2 separate regions of the Mus musculus genome follow, and region 1 is linked to region 2. Evidence: chromatin contacts called from public promoter capture Hi-C data. All regions are on one chromosome and are shown on one strand. Each heading gives the region's core, a stretch centred on a gene start, on an enhancer-like site or on the middle of the called end of the contact. The rest is flanking DNA. Distances are from core to core; before and after follow the strand shown.

Evidence for each region. Capture Hi-C pulls out chosen DNA fragments and counts their contacts.
Region 1: a promoter capture Hi-C map of liver shows a contact between it and region 2. The contact joins two enhancer-like sites. A contact is called at or near these places in 4 of 115 datasets of contacts at active chromatin or transcription factors (bone marrow-derived macrophages, embryonic stem cells, pancreatic cancer cells and 1 more) and 3 of 9 other capture datasets (adipose tissue, liver and pancreatic islet).

What each region holds. Positions count from the first base shown.
Region 1 is chr3:135,674,321-135,677,274 of GRCm38.p6, reverse strand. The region is part of intron 1 of Nfkb1 (nuclear factor of kappa light polypeptide gene enhancer in B cells 1, p105); the gene reads left to right. Among named protein-coding and RNA genes, the nearest start is that of Nfkb1, 16 kb to the left of the region's middle. Within about 2 kb of position 1,639, at least 117 of the 459 cell types and tissues checked have an H3K27ac peak or open chromatin away from gene starts, as enhancers often do. A contact at or near this core is called in liver and pancreatic cancer cells, where this site is marked.
Region 2 is chr3:135,520,896-135,523,908 of GRCm38.p6, reverse strand. Manba (mannosidase, beta A, lysosomal) reads right to left here. Exons shown (of 17, transcript NM_027288.3): 6 at 742-917. Among named protein-coding and RNA genes, the nearest start is that of Manba, 37 kb to the right of the region's middle. Within about 2 kb of position 1,733, at least 145 of the 459 cell types and tissues checked have an H3K27ac peak or open chromatin away from gene starts, as enhancers often do. A contact at or near this core is called in liver and pancreatic cancer cells, where this site is marked.

The DNA of each region.
Region 1 (2,954 bases), core at 390-2,889, 150 kb before region 2:
CTTCAGCCCACGTGATTGCACCCTCAGTGTCTCTCAGCTCTGTATGGCGTCTGTAATCTTATCAGAGCATTTATAGAACAACAGTGGCTTTCACTGAGCTTTTTGGGATCTCTGTTAGGATTTCATCAGAGTAAAGGTGGGCTGATTATAGATTTTTGAGGCTTTGCACATATACCATTTCTCTGACCAATGAGATCACTGCTCTTTATTTGAACTCTGCTTCCTGTGGCCTGGATTAGAAAGTGCCCTCAGTCAGAAGGTGAGCTTGGAGTTCACTTAAACTGTGCAGCCTGTATCTCTTGTTTAGTGTCTCAGGCTATTGTGTTTCATAATTACATATGAATTTGGCAAGATCAAATAGTGGTTGATTTATAATGACTGAAATTAGATTTGTGTGGATTTTTAAAGATTTTTTTTTTCAAGACAGGGTTTCTCTGTGTAGCCCTGGCTGTCCTGGAACCCACTCTGTAGACCAGGCTGATCTTGAACTCAGATCTACCTGCCTCTGCCTCTGGAGTGCTAGGATTAAAGGCATGCTCCACCACTGCCCAGCTGTAGCATGCTATTAATGATTTTGAAAGACATTATTCCAGGGCATTTATATATTCAATATGTTGGCTAGCTAGCATTTCTCTACAGCTTTGTTTTGAAACTTTCTCATCATCCCAGAAGAGTGCCTTGAATGTGGTAAATGATGGCTCCCTTCCCAGTCTTCACTCACTCCCCTGGCCTCTGGCAAGCAATGATGTGTTCCTCTTCCTACGAATGTGCTTGTTCTTGGTATTCAATGTGAAGGGAATTGAGTATAGGTGAGCGACCCTTTCTGTCTGGTTTCAGTATAAATCATTTAGTCTACTGGTTTTGAAATACAAAATCAAAACTCCCATTGCTGGCTGTAAGGCACACCATTTAAGGAGACTGTAAATATATAATGTATGATTAAGTTGCATAGAAACAGTGAACCATAGTGCAAAACCACCAGGAAATGTTATAGACCTTATGGACTGAGGCGATAACAGTGGAAGAGAAAATACAGGTTTTATGGAAGAAGTTGATTTTGAAGTACCATGTTGTGGAATACATAATATCTAAACAGGATAGAATCTCGAGTGTGAAGAGATGTACACACTGGAAAGAAATGACATAGAGCTGTTACATGTGTGTGTGTACACATGCGTGTGTGCGTGTATGCAGTGAGCATTCACATGTGTAGAGGTCAAAGGACAATTTTGGAAGCTGGTTCTTTCCTTCGAGCATGTAAGTTCCAAGTAAGGACTTAGGTCCTTGGGCTTAGCAGCAAGTGTTTTTACCTGCAGAGCCCTCTTGTTGGCCAAGCAATGCATCTTTAAATGATTGATTTCCCTATAGTAAAGTGCTTGTGTTGGATCATGGTGATAGTTGTGGTGCTTATATAATATATAATATAATATAATCATATGCTGAGTAGTTGCTCTTTGGACTTCACTATGTAAAGCACCTGGCTGTGATCTGAAAGATATTTAATCAGGAAGATACCCTGCCATGGGGGTGAGCGGTAGAAAAGCTGTTTCTGTCAGAGTGAGGTAATAAGGTCTGCCCTAGGGTGTGGCTATGGACATAGAAAGGAAGTGCACACACAAGAAACAGTGTGAGGAAAGAAGTGAGCGACAACAAGACTGTTCACTGCATTGGTTGGAGAAGGCTACATTTGCAAGAATGAGACAGTCAGGAGTCGGGCTTGTTGTCGAGTAGTAAACTGTAGACATTAGGGTTGATGGGTTTAATGTATCATTAACTTGTTTTCTAATGGCATCGTTACCTAAAGCTAACAGGGGCTCATTACCAAATACACCTTCAGAGCCTTAACAGTTCTAATCATGTACTGATGTCACGGGGGTTGGGCTCGTATCTTGGATAGCTTGGGTTTTTTGTTTTGTTTTGTTTCTTTTTGCTCTTTCCTTTTTTTAAAAAAAATTATTTATTTTTTGTTCAATTGAGAACTCAGTAGCCGATGGAGAAAAGCCAGTGCAAAGTCCAGACCGTGACTAAGAGTGTAATTAAAGCTGTGATACTGAATTGCCAGGGTAATTAACCCATGCTCCACACGCCCTCTGTTCCCATGACACTGACCAAGCTGTATCGTGTAGGCTGCTGTCTTTCCATTTACTAACCGTTCTGATTGGCTAGCCTTTGCTGCGGCGAGATAAATCATGAAGAAGCACATAGAAACACAGATATGCCTCATTTCTTGCGACCTGTGACTGTGTGTGGTGATTTGTCTGGCTGCTCTGTGGAGGTCCTCAGCTGCTCTGCCACCGAGGGCTCAGCCTGGGAAGTCTTGGCTGAGCTCTGCTGCGTTTCCACTCCACACGTGGGTTCTCATCCTCCACTGGGCTGGCCAGGCCTTTCCCTTCCAGGAAAGAAAATCCAGTCATTGAACGGCTTCTTGAAAGCCATGTTCATGACTCATGTCTGCATCCTCCTGTTGGTCAGGGCCTGCCAAGGGCCTGACAACATTCAAGGGGCAGAGATGTCAATTTTATTGTCCCTGTGTTGTGAGGGATAGAAAAGGGCAGTGGCCATTGTTTTGAGCCTACTACAGCTATAAGCCCTGAGTTCAGACTATGCCACTCTTGTGTAGTTTTGTTTCTTTGGAAACTGACAGGGTAGGCAAACCTCTTTCTGATGGGTTGATGAAGGGCCAAAAACATCCAGGTAACATTTCAAACATGGTTTCCCTGTGATACAGACCATGGCATACACAAGTATCACAAATCTGTTCCTACAGCACTGTGGATGACACACACACACACTCTCTCTCTCTTTCTCTCTCTCTCTCTCTCTCTCTCTCTCTCTCACACACACACACACACATGTTTTAATTTTTAGTTTAGCTAACTGTGGCTTTTGTGAGATATTCTCTCTCTCTTTCTCTCTCTCTCTCTCTCTCTCTCTCTCTCTCTCTCTCTCTCTCT
Region 2 (3,013 bases), core at 484-2,983:
AGTTCATCATCACTAACCAGGTTCATAAAACAACGAAAGCTAAAACCTGCCCCACCCACCTAACCATGAGGGAACCTCAGTCCAGGTTCAGTCCAGGTTTAGAGCTTTACAGAAGGAATAAATGCCAATACTCAGAGCAAGCGAAAAGAACGGAAGGGATCCACGCTGAACCCTGAAACGTAGAACCAGTTAGAGGCTAGGGCACTGTGAGTAACAGGGAAAAAAACCAAAGACGTACCTGACTCCTTAGAAGACAAACTGGCAAATTAACCACATATTTTCCATTATATTAATCTCACATGTGAAAAAAACAACCATTGGTTAATACACAGAATATATGAAAAGTTAAAAATAAAGGCAAAAATGCCGTGTGTGGTGGTACACACCTGTAAATATGAAATTTCATCGCTCAAGAGAGCCACAGGCAAGATGAAGAGCAGCCTGAGCGACAGGCAGCTCTTGGCCAGCCTGGGCTACAATGTAAGACCCTATATCAAACAAACAAACAAACAAACAAAAAGAAGCCACCCTGGGCTGCATTGTGAGCTTAATTTTGTGTTACAGTGTGCAATCTTGTCTTTAAAAAATAATCTAAATGAAACTCTTAAAAATAAAAAATAGTGAGAAAACGACTTTTGGAAAATACAGGGAGAAAGTTGCTAGGCACTCCCACTCCGCCATTTCTTCCCTTGAACAGCAAATGCATGCATCTAGCACCTCCCAGGAAGTGAGGTCACTCACCTTCCTAATTTTGACCAGTAGTTTAACAATCCTTTGCTCTTGTTGAAGTTCAATGTCGTTTGTCTGCTGTGTTTTCAGTTGAGGGATGGCTACTGTCACCTGACCACTAACGGACTTCGAGCTGGCGACATCAAAAGAAGCCTCTATTTCAATATTCCAGGCCTGAGAAGCGTTATCTACAGCACAGAGGAAGAAAACAACAGGCGCATCATTCATGCACACCTCAGAAGTCGTGCAAAATGAGAACTGAGCAGTGGCTAAGCAGTGAGCACCACAGCAGGGGCTGGGGGGAGGGGCTAAGCAGTGAGGGCGCCCCACAGCAGGGGCTGGGGGGAGGGGCTAAGCAGTGAGGGCGCCCCACAGCAGGGAGCAGGGGAGGGATGGGGAGGTGGGAAATGGAGACTGCATGGGGATGACACATCCGGAGGAAACGATCCTCGTTCGAAACAACCAGAATTGTGCATTGTATACAGATTTGTAGTAGCACATGGAAAATTAAGCAACTCGGGAGTTTGCAAAACCTTAAGTAGCCAGTGACTTTTTATGTTATCACCAGAATAGTGTTTAAAGCTGTCTGCTGTCCTCTCTCTTGTGTACCGCTGGGAGCTGTGTCTAGAGCACAGCTTCCCAGTGGATCTCTTCGGGAATCTACAAGTCACCAGCCCCTTCATAACCCCACAATCTTCATCTCTCTCTCTCTCTCTCTCTCTCTCTCTCTCTCTCTCTCTCTCTCGCATGCAAGATAATTTTGAAAGTAGTTCTGGGAGGCGAGAACAGAAGGGAAGCAAGCATCCCAGAATCCTGTACGGCTCCTGCCCCTCCCAACCTGACTAAGCCTGGTGCCCTCCCTCATTCTTACACCCTAGGCCCAGATAAGAAACTTTGGACACTTGAAGGAACAGGTAGGTGGACAGGCAAGGCTGGCCTTCCCTCTCTGTGAGGTCAACCTTGGCCTGAAGCCGCCTTCCTCACTGGTGTCCTGTGCCCGTGAAGGAGGGGCTGCAGCTTATTTTAGTCTTATGACCTCAACCAGGAAGGTGATCCAGAGGAAGGCAGACTGTGGTTCCAAACAATGACTCATGCTAGGGTTTTCCCAAGGCTGGCTCGTGCACTCTCATGCAGGTTCTTGAAAGGAAGGAGGGAAGGAAAGAGAAGGGAGGAAAGAGAAGGAAGGAAGGGGAAGGAAATAGAAGGGAGGGGAGGGGAAGAAAGGGGAGGAGAGCGGAGCGGAGAGGAGAACTCTTGCATCTGGCTTGGATGGAAAGGCATAGTAACACTAAGCAGACATACCTATCCAAAGGGTCGAAGAGTCCCTAGTATGTGGGCCACACATTTGACTGAAAAAAATTCTCTAAGGAAAAGTGGAGACTGTAGCTAAGCGGAAGAGTGCTTGCCCTGTGCGTGTTTGTGTGTGTGTGTGTGTGTGTGTGTGTGTGTGTGTGTGTGTGTGTGTGTGTGTGTGAAGCCCTGGGTTTCTCCAGCATGGAGGTTCAAGAACTTCTCCATCCATGTACAGGGGTCTAGCTGTACATAGTGATCCCAGCACTCAGGAGGCAGAGGCACTCAGATCTCTGTGAGTTGAAGGCCAGCCTGGTCTACAGAGAGAAAGGAGTTCCAGGACAGCCAGGGCTACAAGAAGAAACCCTGCCTCAAAAAAAAAAAAAAAAAAAAAGCAAAAGCAGGGGGGTGGGGGGGGAGGGCAGAAATTCTCCAAAGATTCCCAGCTTTTATATTGTAATAGAGTCCATGTCTCTATCAGGATGTGGCCTGACAGGAAAGAAAAAAGAGTTAGCTCAGCAGGTAGAAGAACTGCCACATAACCTGCTGACCTGGGGTCTATCCTCAGACCCCACATGATAGGAGGGAATCAATTCTCACAGCTGATTCCCCTGACCCACAAATGCCTGCGTGCACACACGTGTGCACACATGTGCGCACACACATCCATCAAATGAATGAATAAAATGTATTTTTTAGAGAGAGAAAGAGCTTTATTCATCTGACTGTGAAAGAAAAGAAGCTGTCATAAGGGCTGGAGAGATGGCTGTGTTGTTAAGAGTACTGACTACTATTCTAGAGGACCTGGTGTGGGTCCTAGCACTCACATCAAGTGGCTCAAGATTTCTATAATTCCAGTTCTAGGAGGCTGGCTTTCATGATACCCACTTGCACATGTGTTGTCTTAGTCAGGGTTTCTATTGCTGGACAAAATATCATGACCCAGAAGCAAGCTGGAGAGGAAAGGGTTTATTCAGCTTACACTTCTACACCG